Linked DNA regions of Mus musculus: region 2 is linked to region 1. Evidence: chromatin contacts called from public promoter capture Hi-C data. All regions are on one chromosome and are shown on one strand. Each heading gives the region's core, a stretch centred on a gene start, on an enhancer-like site or on the middle of the called end of the contact. The rest is flanking DNA. Distances are from core to core; before and after follow the strand shown.

Evidence for each region. Promoter capture Hi-C pulls out the DNA fragments that hold promoters and counts their contacts.
Region 2: a promoter capture Hi-C map of the C10 cell line shows a contact between it and region 1, with 6 times the contacts expected there. The contact joins the promoter of A130051J06Rik here to the promoter of Yaf2 in region 1.

What each region holds. Positions count from the first base shown.
Region 1 is chr15:93,335,642-93,338,341 of GRCm38.p6, reverse strand. It overlaps Yaf2 (YY1 associated factor 2), which reads left to right and starts at 1,407. Exons shown (of 4, transcript NM_024189.6): 1 at 1,407-1,585; 2 at 1,877-2,002. The coding sequence starts at 1,560.
Region 2 is chr15:95,803,092-95,805,791 of GRCm38.p6, reverse strand. A130051J06Rik (a long non-coding RNA gene) reads left to right here and starts at 1,331. Exons shown (of 2, transcript XR_875618.2): 1 at 1,331-1,516. The region is part of intron 1 of Ano6 (anoctamin 6); the gene reads right to left.

The DNA.
Region 1 (2,700 bases), core at 158-2,657:
ACCACTCAGCCTCTTTTATCTTGGAAAATTAACGCAACCTCTAATATATAACTTTTACACTCAACTAAGTCAGACTCTCTATTCTGCAAAAATAAAGTAATACTAAGCACCCAAGCAAACCCCACATAAAACAATCTTTTAAATGCTTTTCCAAATTTCTAGTAACTCAGTGCCTTGTGCAAGTGCTCCATCTCTGAGCTGTATACTCCCACCCGTTCTGCTATAATTCATTTTGACTTTCTTTTCTCAGAAGCTTGAAGCCTATTTCCCTCTTAATTACCCCAATTAATATCATATTCCCAATGATAAAAAGGAGAGCATCCTCCAGTTTGGTTATTAACTCTTGTTTGGTAAGTAACACATCAATACAGTAGTCTCCCTTTTGCTGGAGTTTTGCTTTCCTGTTTCAATTACCCACAGACGATATAGTTCAAAATATTAAGGACTTCCTAAACAGTTAACTCCTCAAGTTTTTAGTTGCCATCTCACTCTGAGTATCATGATGAAAATTTGCTCCATCCTGCTCTGGCCCAGCTGGATACATTTTCTAAACAACCTTATAGTATCCCAGGAGCCACACAGTCAGATCAACTGTTAAGTACGCAGTGCCTGAACTGGGTCCCCTTCAGTTAGTTAAGCCTGATGCGGAGGCTACAACGCCTCCATCAGCACACCCAAATAAGGCAGAAGAAGGCAGGGCTCCGAGAAGGGATGGATTTCATCTCTCCTTTCTTCAGGGGCAGCTTTCCTGATGACGGTTCACCGACTTGGCATGCTAAAGTCGCCCCTCGATCAGAGGGATGTCAAGCTAACTCTGGTTGTGGGGTACCCGCCAGATCGGCGAGGTGGGAAGCAGAGCTTCAAGGACCAGCGAGATGGCTGTTTGGGTCTAGCAGGCGAGGTGTGTATCCCCGACAGGCTGGAGTAAGGAGACTCGGGGAGGTGGTGTCCAGGGCACAAGCAACCTCGTCTGCCTTACGTAGGCTCACGAGCGTCCGTTTTATAACAAGCCACTGCAGAGCCCCGTGAGGCCAGGAGGACGCCGCTGCAATTAAAACCGGATCAGACCCTGGTTTCGTCACGTTTGAATTATGTAAGCTAGAGCAGGGCACCGAACCTCTCCCGAGCCTCTGGGTCGCTTCCCCAGAAGGAAGGATGACAGTCCCCGCCGCGCCGGGCGCACGCGTGTCTGCGGGCGCCTGCCATCGCGCCCTTCGGGGCGTGCGAGCCACGGCCGGAGCGCTCCGGGGCAGCCAGCGGGCGGGCGAGCTGGAGGGAGGCGGCGCCGCGAACTCGCCGCCGGTGCTGGGCCGCGCTCCCCGCGTTTGAAGTCTCCGGCGCGGCCGCTGGTTGGCCGGCGCGGGTCACGTGCGCGCAGGCAGGAGTTTCCCCGACAGCTGGAGGCTGCGTGGGATCCGGCGGCGGCGGCGGCAGCGGCGGCGGCGACGGCGGCGGCGGCGGCTGCAGCTCGCGGCGCGGCCTTCCCCGCCCCCTCGCCTCCGCGCTTCCGCCGGCCCCTCACCCCGGCGCTGACAGACCGGCGCGCGTCGGCAGCGAGCATGGGCGACAAGAAGAGCCCCACCAGGTAGGGCGCCCGCCGGCGGAGCGCCCGCGGCCCGGGGTCCCGTGGCGTGGCGTGGAGCGGCGCGGCGCGGGGCGCGCGCGTGTGTGTGGGGAGAGGGGGTGCGGCGCGGCGCGGCGGGGCGCGCGGCTGCCCACAATGGGCCGCGATGGCGGCCGGGGTCAGCGGCCGCGCTCCCCTCCCCCGCGCGGCGCCGGGCGGGGCGGGGGTCGCGGGCCGGGCGGGGCGGGGCGCGGGGCCGGGCGCGGCCTGCGGCTGACCCCGCGCTGCGTCGTGTCCGGTTGTGTCCTGCAGGCCGAAGCGGCAGCCGAAGCCCGCCTCGGATGAGGGCTACTGGGACTGCAGTGTCTGCACCTTCCGGAACAGCGCCGAGGCCTTCAAGTGCATGATGTGCGATGTGCGGAAGGGCACCTCCACCCGGTGAGTCCGGCGCGCCCGTGGATCCCCCGCGGGGCCCCCCGCGCGACGCGGGACGGCGGGGCGGCCAGCCAGGCGGCGGCCGCGGTGGGGCGCGACCCGGCTGAGCCGCGGCTGGCGGCGAGGGCTCGGTGGCGGCGGCGGTGGCGCCTGCTGCGGAGGATGAATTATCCATGGGGGTCGCCGGCCGCTGCCGTGCCGTGCCGTTCCATGCGTGGCCGGTGCGGTGCCCCCTCCCCAGCCGGGCGCAGAGACCGTGATCGCTGGTCGCATTGTGGTGTTAGTGTGCGGGGAGGGGGCGGGGACGGGGAGCCGGGGCGGGGGAGGGGACGGAGGAAAGGCCGCGATGTCACTCGGTCCCCCTGGGGAAAAAGTATCGCTTGTAGGATCGTAATGGATTAAACTTTCTTAGTAACGGATGTCCGGAAAGGGTCAGGCCAAGGTTTCGCGTCTGGGTTTTTTTTTGTTGTTGTTCTATTTCTGTAATAATTTTTTACAGTTAAGTAGTTGGTTGGGAGGTGAACCCAGCAACGCAGTTTTACTCCAGTGCCTGGATATTTTTACACAAACGAGATGACATGATCTTTGTCTGTTGCCGGCCCTGGATTTGTTGTATGGTAGGCATATAGTATTATAATTGTCTTTCCAAAAAAAAAAAAAAAAACCATTTAAAAGAGTTAAATTTAGGAAATTCGAACTCA
Region 2 (2,700 bases), core at 82-2,581, 2.5 Mb before region 1:
ACACACAGGCTATCTCTAACACAAGTCTGACAGTGAACCCTAAAGTTTACTTATTCACAGAATTAATTTTTTAAATTAAAAATTGACCCAGTACCCCATACACACAGCCACACATAAAACCAACCAGGTGTGTGTCTCAGCTCTATCCAACAGTCAGGGTGCGCTGCCTGTGCACTTAACCACAAACGCCTAATTTCCCTCTATTAAACCAAGGAAGACCATTCTGCCCTTCACAGAAACCTCCCTTCATCTATCTGAACTCAGAATTCAAGCAGGCCAGAGGAGAGACCCTGCAAGGAAGATTTGTGCCAGGGAGAAACTGAAAAAAAGCAGGAGGGTGCAGGAGCAAAGCCACCTCGGAGAACACAGTCATCAAGACGTGAGAGACAGACACCTGGCCATGCCAGCTAAGGAATGACACCAGTCTCCATGAGGCAAGGAAAAGGTTGAGAGTCATGCATGACTCATCAGATGCAAACAGTTTACTACAGAATGCTGGTTTTGACTAAAGGGCTTCTCACAAACACTGAGGGGATGTCCACTTCTCATGATGTAAAATACAGAAGGGAGCTTTTCAGCCACATGCTCTGGGATTAAGGCATCCACACCAAGCCTGGACAGCGTGCCATTTTCACTACGTCAGCATCAGGAAGCTCAAGGTCACGAGGCCCCTGGGAGCTGCTTCTCAAAGGATCTGTCAGCTGCCAGATCCACATGTCTGCCTACCACCAGGAGGGATATGACTTCCCCACATCCTAGAAAGCACTGGGTCTTTTTCAGGTGGCGGGCTGAAGCTCAGCCTCTCTCTCATACCATACCCCTTTCACCATCTTATATCCAACAGTCCTAACATGACCGAAGAAGGACAGCGAAAATAAAATAACAGTCAGACGCAAGATTTCAGGCACCACCAATGTGGCAGTCCCACCTGGGACACATCAGAAATGATTAAATCCACTAAGGGACACCAAGCCAGGCAGGCATCCCCCCCCCACCCCCCACACACACACCCCAGGTCTACCTCAAGCAGGAGGCAGGTAGCACCACATTGGACAAGGCTTCTAAAGACACAAACCAGAGCCAGATTGAACCAGAGGCCCTAAGCCGAGGAAAAACATTTCCAAGCAAGGAATATGGACACATGGGGGAATTCGGTGGGAGGCAGGCAATGGCATCAGAGCTCAAGGCCATTGCTAGGCTATTGCTAGGCTCCTGGGGAATGCTGAGTGCTTCAAGGCTTCTCACAGAGAGCCAGAATTAGTTCCTCTGACTGGGGTGTGGCCCTGCTAAGAATTGGGACTCAGGAGCTAGCTCTAGGGGGAGTGTGGATGGGGGCTGTAATTTGATTCAGGCAGTTCCTAGGCCTCCATAACTCAGGCAGTGAATGACTAATCAGCCTTAAGAAATCATGAGTCACGCGGCAGGGAAAGCAACGCCAGCGCCAAGTAACTTCTCTGAGAACTGGGAACCCACGGGCTTGGACAAACACTGTGGAATATTATATCTGGGGCCAACGGTAAGTCCTGCCTCCTCTCTTGGTGCAGGTCAGTTTTAGTTTTGGGTTCTTAGAGCTCTTTAGTTACCAGATGAAGGCTAAGAATATCTGTCCGAAACATGCCTTAGTCAAAATGCCAGCAAGTGCTGACCTTTTGGAAAAATTAATTATTATACTTGACATTCTTGTGTGGAAGGAACAAACCCGCATGTATTTCTCTATGGATTGCTGTTGCACCCAGCAGCCTGGGCACTCAGGGACAGCGTATGAAGTGACTCTGAGTTTGGATTCAGACAGCAAAGCAATTAAAATGAGTACAGTTTGCCTGTACCCACCTCCCCAACTTAAAGTCAGTTAACTTCCTAGTATAAGCAAAAGCATTGTGTGAGCGGTGGATACAACCACAAAAATAACTAAAAGAAAAATAAAAAAGTAAGAAAGAGAAAAAAAGAAAAAAAAAGAAAGGAAGAAATCTGACTTTAAATAGAATGAAAAGGTAGCGTTAGGTAGCATGTTAAGATTTAACCAAAAAAAAGGTCTTTTCCAGATATTCTTGTAGTTCAAATACACTGGACTAATGGGAATAGATAACCACACTAGATTAATCTCCAAAAAAATACCACGTGACATGAAAAGGGGCAAGCATAAAAGATTATTATACTCTACTTTGTTCTATTTGGGTCAATTCCAACAGCTGGCACCCTCAGTTTACAGAAGAGGTCTTCAAACTGTTCCCCTGAACTGAGAAAAGAAATGAGGGATGTGGGGTAGGGGTGGGGGTGGAGGGGCGTGGCCTCCACCTGAGTGTGGGTGGCAGTCAGACCCAGGATCTGCCAAGCTTTACAGTTTACATCGCATATCACTCACTATATGAAGTGAACTTTAAAAATCTAATCAAGAGCATCCGTAGAGTGGGCTCCTATCAGACAAAAGCATGGCAGAAGGCAGCATCAGTCTCTCACACTCCCTCGAGTTCACCCATCAAGAAGACTCCCGTTTGGCCAGGAACCACAAGTAAGGTGAGATGCCATTCTAGGATGTACAACCTAACACAGAATCTCAAGCGAGAGGACTCTTGTTTATAACAGTCAATGAGAACAGAGTTTGTTCTCATGCCCTCCTGCCCCACGACCTGAGAACAAAACAAGCCTTAACTTTCGTCCTTCCATATAACTCTAGGTGCTCTGACAGGAAAGAGAGATTCT